Regions from separate parts of the Drosophila melanogaster genome. Here region 2 is linked to region 1. A link is a contact called in public Hi-C data. All regions are on one chromosome and are shown on one strand. The core of a region is the stretch at or near the end of the contact, and the rest is flanking DNA. Distances in the headings are between cores, read along the strand shown.

Evidence for each region. A called contact is a pair of places that touch in the nucleus more often than the background predicts.
Region 2: a contact with region 1 is called in a Hi-C map of the Kc167 cell line, with 2.1 times the contacts expected there. A contact is called at or near these places in 3 of 107 Hi-C or Micro-C datasets (the Kc167 cell line, embryo and wing imaginal disc).

Annotation. Positions count from the first base shown.
Region 1 is chr3R:30,012,435-30,017,257 of dm6, forward strand. CG7920 reads right to left here and starts at 2,850. Exons shown (of 4, transcript NM_143505.4): 1 at 2,381-2,850. The coding sequence starts at 2,561. Mgat2 (Mannosyl (alpha-1,6-)-glycoprotein beta-1,2-N-acetylglucosaminyltransferase) reads right to left here. Exons shown (of 10, transcript NM_143506.4): 9 at 4,226-4,440; 10 at 3,079-4,160. The coding sequence ends at 3,938.
Region 2 is chr3R:31,403,007-31,407,829 of dm6, forward strand. PNPase (Polynucleotide phosphorylase) reads right to left here and starts at 2,446. Exons shown (of 5, transcript NM_170550.2): 1 at 2,265-2,446; 2 at 1,406-1,598; 3 at 930-1,349; 4 at 1-869. The coding sequence starts at 1,551. Gprk2 (G protein-coupled receptor kinase 2) reads left to right here and starts at 2,239. Exons shown (of 13, transcript NM_057519.4): 1 at 2,239-2,950.

The DNA.
Region 1 (4,823 bases), core at 1,600-4,099:
GAACACTCTCTGATAATTGATAATAAAAAACATTCATATATATATTTATATTGTTATTAAAATTGTTATAAATAGTAATATAAACATTCTTTAGAGCTTTAATCAGCAAATAATGTTTCTCTAAGTCATTCATGGTTATTTACATATTTTTATTGCGCTGGTCATGCTTTCATTGAGACTATAAATTTGTTTCCAAAACGAATTGTTCCGAAATTCGGTAATTTTCTCTCTGATCATTCCACTTGCTCTCGAAAGCTTAAAAGCTATAGCTATACATACATACATTCATATGTAAAAATGTATATTAGTTAATAGGCAGAGTGATAATGCGAATGCGAGGAGTGGGAGCGCTTATTGCCCAGAAACGCGTGATAATGAATGTTTGTAAATAAATAACACCGGTTTCCCAGTTGGCATTACATGGCAAACATGTCGATTCGAGATTATAGTATAATATATAGATTTTGTCATTTGATTAACGAGCCAGAAAGTAGAAGCACATCAATTGATCAAAATGTATCTGATTGGGCTGTGTTACGTAAGAGAATTGTAGCTTTTAATCGGAACTTTGGGACGAATGATACTTGTATACTTGGTCTATAAAAATGTATAAATTTTGTATCTATTTAATACACATCTGAATTGCATCTCTAATGCAGTCTTAAGCACATGCAACATGTTTGGCCAATCTATTTTGGTCTCCCCCCTGAAGAGGCTGGCATTCCGAAGTTCCTCTGTATGAGGGAATAGAAAGAACCATGATGTACATTAAGTCGAACGAGCGAGCCCCTTCAACTGGGGTAATCATGCGATAAGTGCGATTCTTATCGGTAGACGTCTGAGCCACGTCGACACACACGGTCAAGTTTTCCGCGAGGCTTCACAATCAATTTATTTATTTATTTACCGTTACTTGAAAAGGCCAATTATGCATTTCTTACGCATAGGCTTAGTTAGCTAGTGCCTACTGTACCACTTATTATCTGCCAAAAACGTGCCAAACGAAAAAGTTTTCCAAATCAAATTACGTCGCAGATTTGGCATGGCTCGTGTTGGTGATTTTGGCTAAAATTAGAGATACCGATTTTGGGTGACGTTTCGCTGGGCGCTGCGATGTGCCACTCCCCCTCCAAAGACCCGCCCCCCTCCGCAATATCACCAATTTGCAGGGACCTGCTGATGAGATGCCGTAGAAGTGCTAAGAAATTGAGATTTAAGCGGGCGCCGAGGGCGTGTCCACATATTTGTTTGCATCTGAATCCCAGGAGACTCGCCTCCAAATTGGGACAATTGAATTTAATCAGAGCAGAGGGTTCCCAAAAATCAGATGACTGGTTTCGTTAAACGAACATATACAAATTATCTAACAGATTTATCGTTTTGATAAGAAAGCTTGTTAGGAATTAATGAATATTTTTCGAAGCACTCCATTCATGCTTTTGTTTCCATAATTCACCTGCTGATACACGTTGCATAACCTTGCCTTCTTATAGAGGTGCTGCTATATACCATAGTATATGGTATATAGGTTCCTACAGAGAGCAGGCCTTATCAGCACCACATCCAGAGGCCGGCTGACTTGTTTATGAGCTACATACAAGGTTGTTCTTGCCACCAAGCTGAGCTTTGCATCGGACCTTTCTCTTCTTTTTGCCCGGGGTACAAAGTACAACTTGGCTGGAAACTCATCTATAGCGCCGAGTATACTCGTATGCATTATTAAATGTGTATAAATATCTACATATGTACGTGGTAGGGGCACGCACAGCTGGTTTCACGCGATTAAATGAATATAACTTACAGTTGTGCTGCTGCAACACCAGGAATTACGAATAAAAACATGGGGTCTACTGATAGCCGCCACAAGGAGGATAGCATTTTGATAAGGGCAGCTACTTGAAGTGTGATTTCCCTATTGTATAACTCCCCTAACTATTTATCATACTAGAACCCCAATCAACTAAAAACCTATTCCCTATCACAAGGTAATACAATACACTAAATATTTGATTCTAACTTGTGTATTATATATCCCCACGAGTGGCTCCTAATCACGGTCAATTAAATGCCAGCCATCCATATACCCAGCACCCTGTGAGTGCCCTTCCCTATTTACGTACATATGTACGTATGTACATGCATATGTGCTCCAAAGTAGTTTGGATTGCGGGCACACATGGGCTTACATTTGCATGGCCCCACAACCCGGTGTTCTCGTTTTCATTCTGTTTTCATAAGCAAGCCCACTAGAAGGTTACATAACCGAAAGATTGCAAACAGCGCAAGGCAGCGATAACTGGGAGGCCAGTTCCGCTAGGACGGTGGAAGGGGGGGCGTGGCGGGCTCCTGGCCAAATGATATGGGGGCCAGTGGGACTCACCGGATTTTACACATGCCACGGCCTCTTCCGGCTTGACGATTGGAGGCTCTCGAGCGATGGGATGCGACAGCTCCCGCACGTAGGTGAAGTAGTTGTTGTGGGCGGAGACCGAGGAGGCGGTGGCCGCCGTCTTCAGGAGGCTGTTCAGCTGGCCCACATGGCGCGCCAATTGTTTGCTCATGGTGGACTGTGTAGTGTAGTAGTGTGTACTGAGTACTCTGTTGTAGGCACGCACGTCGCAAAGGGTTAAGCGAGAAGTCCGCGAGATGCAGGAGGCGATGAGTGGTGGGTTTTCACTGGGGAGAGACTGCTGCGCTGAGTTCCGTCCGCTGCGGCACCAAATTTGCAACTGGTTCGCCAAGCAAAAACGCCATAAAAGCTCCGCGGCGAAAGCTCTCTTCCACCGATCGCAATTTAATCCCGCCCAGCTGCGGCCTACTCCTCTGCACTTCGTAGCACTCACGTAGATGTACTCATTTGATTGTTTAATGTGTTCCAATGTGGTAAGGAATTTTGAAATCTATTGTTTCTTTCCACATTTTATTTTGATATTTCAAAAACTACCAGCTGCCTGTGTTGAGCAACGCACGGGCAGTTCGATAATACCGGCTATCGATATTTATCGATTGTTGGTGCATTTGGCGCCACTTTTGAACGCTGATAAGTGCAATTCTTAGGCGAATGAAACACATTGTTTTGGTTTTTAAAGTCTATACTGGTAGAGCATTTACTTGGCGTTTATTCACTAGGATTATTCGTTCGATTAATCAAAATTCCTAATACATAAAAGCGCTTTGGACTAACGATTAAAAAATAACAAATTACATTAGTTCCGCGTTAATATCATAAAAAGACCTTATGTGATGTATACAACGCAATTCCTCTATGTACAGGCTTAAAACGTAGGCTCGTAGATATATCAAAAGTTTGATCTATGATGTATTATAGCGCATGTGCTGTAATACATTGCTATGACTAGTTTATGCGATTTGCTGCCTCTAGATCTAGACTCAAATTAATTGGCCGCTTGCGAAACGGCTTCGGCACAATCTGGGGATACGAGTTAGTACATATGTATGTATGTGTATGGTCTATCGCTAGTATTCGTAGGTTTAGTTTCTGGTTTCAGTTTGAAGGATTGCCGCCCCGTCGCTTGGAACTCTGTCGATCTTTGGATCTGGACGGAGCCTAAACACTTCCAGTGATGATCGACAAACTGAAGGGCGAACGGCACAAGATTGGAGGTTGCAACAACACGGCGATTCCAATTGAATGTGTGACTAGAGGGTTACTTATAGTATGAGTTGTGCAGCGCCGGAGGCGAGGGTCTTTGGGCTTCTGGCTTCCGGTTTCCGGTTTCCGGCTCATGCCTTCTGGCTTCCGGCTTCTGCCTTCTGGCCTTTGATTATTTTCGGTTAGTTAGCTAATGCAGAGTACTTGCTGAATGTTCGTTTACAGTGACTAAGACTACTGCTTAATAATCCTACTTAGATAACGCTATTAGCTAGGCTTCCTTGCTGCTGACTGATTGGTTTCCATTCCGTGGGCTCCCCGGCCTTACCTCGTGGCCAGCGTCATGTTGAGGCACAGCTCGTGATCCCGCATGTCGCCCCAGCCGCCGTTGCCTTTGCGCAGCTTCGACTTCTTCATCAGACTGGGCACCGTGAGGGTGAGGGAGCGCGGGAAGAGCTGGTGCGAGTTGCGGGCTATGCGCAGCACGTGCTGCACCTTCGAGATCACCTGGTTGGACTCGCAGTTCTTGTTCTTGTGATGAACGCCGCTGGAAGGGAGGAGGACACGAATTACTATGGCGCTCCGTTGGACGACAGGGGTCCACATGCTCACCATTCTCCGATGTGGAAGACTCGCGGCCCCTTGACAATCATGGCGTGCAGCTTTCGCCGCAGACACTGCTGCGAAACGTGCTGCAAGGACCAGTCCCAGTTGTAGTCATCGTAGGTGCAGAAGTGGCGGGCGCATTTCCGGATGTTCGACCAGGTGGTGCGATTGAAGGCGAAGCCCATGTTGTGCTTGCTGCTGACCCAGGGCATGACCTCCACCTGCCGAAGAGAAGAACCAGGTCAACCAAGCACAATGCACAAAATAATGGGGCAAGCAACAATATAGAAAACGGATTAGCAAAAGGTAAGGTTGGGGGTGGAGTGGAGGCATGCAAATTTCAAATTTCCGCGTCGTTCGGATTCCGCTCTCCACGGGCACTTGCTCCGTCTTCGTCCTGGACTAACCACTAGGCGGATTCAAAGTGCTTAAGCCGGATTTGCGGGGGTGGTACAGTGAGTACAGTGCGCGCCATACCAAATACCTTGCGATAGTCATTCACGATGCTCTGCCTGTCGATCTTCGCGGTGCGTACGCGGGCGTGCAGCTGGTAGATGGAATCGCGATCAGGAGCGGATTGGGGCAGAGATGTGGCATGCCAACA
Region 2 (4,823 bases), core at 1,196-3,695, 1.4 Mb after region 1:
CATTGGATTCCAGGACTTCAGAGGTGAGTCTTACGGTAAAGGGATAATCATTCGGCAGGGTGGGAAGCAACGATCTCTCCGCCAAGGCTCCGTGGCCCATTTCCCGGCGACCCACTGGACCAATCCGACCCACTTCACCCGTGGCATAGGGCGGGAACTCATAGTGCAGCATAAAGTTCTTGGCCTTCAGGCCACCGCTATCTAAAGCAGCCAACGAGTCAAGTTTCATTGCGCTTTCCTGCGAGTCCAAGCTAACCGTGCAGAAGACCTGCGTCTGACCGCGCTGGAATAGGGCGGATCCGTGGAGAGGCTTGTACATGTCCACCTGGCAGGAGATGTTCCTCAGCTGGTCGTAATCTCGTCCATCGCAACGCAGACCCCGCTCAAAGATCAGTTCGCGAAAAATGGTTCTACTGGTCTGGTTGAACTGCTCGGTAATAAGCGACGGTTCGGTATCCGGAAACGAACTCCACACCTTGTCAATAACGTTGGAGCGCACCTCGTTAACCGCATTGTCACGAGACATCTTGTCGTGCGTCGAATCCTGGAAGATCTCTCTCAGCCGCATTTCGCACATGCTACGAACGGCTTTCCCCAGTTCGGGATCTACTTCGGCAGCCACTTCCACTTCGCGCTTCTGTCGACCATAGGCCTTCTGCAGTCGCTCGATCTCGTGGATAATGAATTGGGCCTCACGAGTCCCTTGTTTGATAGCCTTTAGAAGGTCCTGCTGAAGAACCACATTCCCCTTGCCCTCCAACATAACGACGAGGTTTTGTTTGGTGGCGGAGACTACCAAATCCAGTTGCGAAGTCTGCAGCTCCCGGCGCGTGGGGTTGATCAGCACCTCGCCGTCGCAGAGGCCAACGCTTTGTAGGATTAAAAGAGTTATAAGCGGTTACCAGTTAGATTCGTTCGTGAGTACTCACCGCACAGCTCCAATGGGTCCATTCCAGGGAATGTCACTTAGAGATAGCGCCATGGAAGCGGCATTGATTGCAAGCACATCCGGACTGTGCACCGCGTCCATAGCCAACATGTTGCACACCAGCTGTGTCTCCGTGCGATAATCTTTGTGGAAGAGCGGGCGTAGCGAACGGTCGATAAGGCGGGCGGACAGGATCTCTTTTTCCGAGGGGCCCAGTTCGCGGCGCATAAAGTTCATGGGTATTCTGCCAGAGGCGGCGTTTTTCAGTCGGTAGTCAACCACCAGAGGCATGAATCCCTGGCCGGGATTTGGCTTCGCCTTGGCCACCGCGGTGACCATGACGGCGGTATCGCCCATTTGGCACACAGCTGTTCCATTCGCAAATCTCGCCAGGCGGCCGGAACTGAAGGTCATGTTACGTCTGCGGAGGATTCAAGACTTTGCTATTGGAACTCGGAGTGGAGGCCACGAACTCACCCATTGCTGAAGTTGACTTCCACGGAGGGCGCTTCTCCGTTGGAACTGCTTTGGATTCCTCTCCTTCCTCCTGGGCAGGACAAACTTAGGCATTTGAGGCGATAGTTGAGCAGCTTCAGCGATTTCCGTGTGAAAATCATGGCCATTACCTAAAAGTGCCGGGTGATTCCGGCTGAGGCGACAGTTCTGTACGCTGTATTTTCATGGTTATTTAAGAAATAATTAGTGGTCAAAATCTTACAATAAAAGCCCTGTACGTTTCTTGAGACTTGGAAGTTAGACTTAGAGCGCCTCAACTATTTGTATTGTTTAATTCAGTTATCTCAAAACTAGAATGCCCATTTAAAACAAAGTAGAGTGTGCAACATGTGTGCGTTCGGCGTTGCCACCTGGCAAGGGTAACAACAAATGAATTATATAGACAAACTATTACACGGATTATGTCTTAGGAATAATGTAGTAAATATTAATACAGCGTATTTTAAAAAAATTAATTTCGTTTCCAATAAGATATTTAGAAGGGTTCCCAGAAAATGAACTATTAGCTTGTGTCCCCGATAATGTCAAATTTGCAGTGCTGCCAACTCTTAGCAATGTTAGTTACAGCATGCAAGAAACAGCATTTAAATTCCTTTTCAGAAACGAAGAATTAAGACGGTATGTTCTGAAAGGTCCTAAAACGACCAACAGAATGACGCGACGATGTCCAAATCGCCAGATCTAAGTAATTCAAGCTAGCTAGAAAATAGCTGAGGCATCAGCACTACACAGTCCGCCAAAATTAGTCCGTCTTTTTACGCGTTTAGAGTTTTTTACCGCGAGTCGAAGACGTCTTTCACTAACTCAACGACGGTCTTACAGAAGACTCCAATATTTTTCGAGCAGGCAATTCGCGGATCCATCGTTAATTTTGGGCACTTGCAGAAAGCCCAGTTGCGAACGTCGTCGTGTGTCGTCTTAGAAAAGCCACTCCTCCAACCGGAAAACCGCAAGAGCGTCGAGCCCTTGTTTTGCGAGCCTTTTCGAAAAAAGCTGGGAATTTCACGCCGTATTTTTCGTATCTTTTCCGTCAACGAAACGCCGCGTGTGTCGTAGTGTGCGTGTGTGTGTTCTGTGTGCCCGCCCATCTGTGCATGTGTGAGAGCGCGCCTGTGTGTGTGAATTTTGGTGAGAGCCGCAACAACAACCGAAAAGAAAACCAAAATCGACAAATGCGGTCAAATTGAAAAGAAAAACAAAAAATCAAAGAGTATTCTTGCGCAAAGCCAAAAGGCAAAGTCAAAAAAGAGCGCAAAGCCAAAAAAACGCAGATTTCCCAACGAAAAGGCCGGAAAATTGCCCACTAGGCGTGTCGCTGCTTCTTCTTGTTCTTTCAAATTGTTTATGCTGCAATTGCAGTGGTGTGCGAAAGGAGTGGTAGAGAGAGAGAGAAGGAAAAGCGTCTTATCAACGCCCGCTTTCTTATCAGAACCCACACATTTGTTGCGAAAATTCCAACCAGCCGAAACTCACAGTGAAGCTTTAAATAGCACATCAAACAAACAGGTAAGTCTCATTAATCAGCTTGAAATCACCTTATTTTCTACTGCTCCTCGGTGGTCACAACTCACTGGCTGTTCCCCTCCTTTGCACTTAAGCACTTAACGGTAACTGTAAATTACACACACGTTGGCCTTGTCTCTCCTGGCGATTAATTGCATTAATGCCGCAGGACTCGCGCCATCCCTGTCACCCCACGCCAATCGATTAAAAAGTGAAAGCAATCGGGAAATGCTTATCAGTAGGTCCTCCTTCTTTGCTTTTTAAATGCATAAATACCCATGCACAGATGCACACATGCAAGCAATCAGCCCAACAATGCACTATATGAATATTTATAGCTCATTATTTATTGTCTCGCTGTTCCCGTCCATCATTTGACCCGCTAAAGAGGGCAGGTTGGTAAATAAATGAAAAGTTATCGAGATAATCGGTGGAATTGTTGGATCATTAATAATTTGTTTATTTTTTAGTTAACCTCTGACAATTTATCAATGACTTAGTAGACATAAGTCAGCTTGTTATTTTTGCATTTACCAAGATATCCGGAAGTAACATCTATTGCTCACACAAAAATATATTGGGCATTCACAATAGTGATGACTCACTGCCATGCGTGTTCACTGATTATTTTGACTTCTAAAATCATACATTTTATATTTACGTAAAGTTTTCAGAGCTGATATAAACATTAATTCAAGATATTTATTTATTAATCACTTGCACACTACTTCCAAAATACTGTACGTTTTATGCAAAATGTCGGAATAACATCAGAGATGTGATGCACAGGAAAATTCCCCATAATTCATGAAACCTATTTCCAAAATTAACAGAAAACTATTTGCGGTACTCGAACTCAAAATCTGTATTTTTATAGCACGAACATTGGAAAAGAACGCAAACCAATTAGTGAAACCATTTTGAAATCACCATAAATCAGCGTGATTGCCTGGCAATAAATTCCCGTTTCCATTTGCAGCTGACAAATGCGAGTCGTTAAAAATAGTTTTTCCCCAAAAGCGTAACTTTCCCCCGCTTTTCAAGGGCGACCCTCGCAATGTCCCGATGTACTTTCCTTATCGCTTCTGCATTTCGAGTTCTTTTTTCTGTGGTACGTCATCGGCAGCCGGGTGTCTCTGATTGTTTGAGAATCGCCTCGCCGGCTGCATAATTAAGACGAGCTGGACGTTTAGCTGATAAACGTTTCCACTTTTCATCGGCGGATGGGAGTCAATGTGCCATTCACAGAAGACCTCTACTCTGGTACACAGATGGTGATTGTTAAAGTCCAAGATCTCTGATGTGTGACCCCATGGGGTGCCCTTTTCAACTGTCAGGTCGCAACTATTGTTTCCATGTTTCGAGGGCTTGCGTCACAGTTTATCGACTCGAGTTGCGAGCTGCGAGCTGTGAGTCCCGAGAACCCGCAACCCATTCCGACAGGATGACGTAGGCAATTGGCAGAAACATGTGTATCCTGGGTATCCTGGGCCCCGTGCAGACAACAATAAACCATCAGCGCCAACCCCATGGGCAAATAAAACCCAATCGAATATTATTATCAATGAGGGCAGGACCCAAACAACGAACGCCAGTTCGAGCGCGAAGGAGGGTTGGCCACATGCTGCTCTTCCCTTGGCAGGATATCATTGCCAGCACTTGGACCCAGCCCACTGAACTTCCCAATTCCAATTCCAATCCCGACCACGCCCACATGCCATCATCGTCGCCTTCTGCGCTAATTTGGCGCGACTTTGACACTTGTTAGCCAATATGTTTTTGGCTCGTGTTAATGGCCCAACGGGAATTGATATTAATTGCGCCGCACGCCCCTCACGCCGCCCGAACTGGGCGTGGTCGTCGGTCAATATTGTTG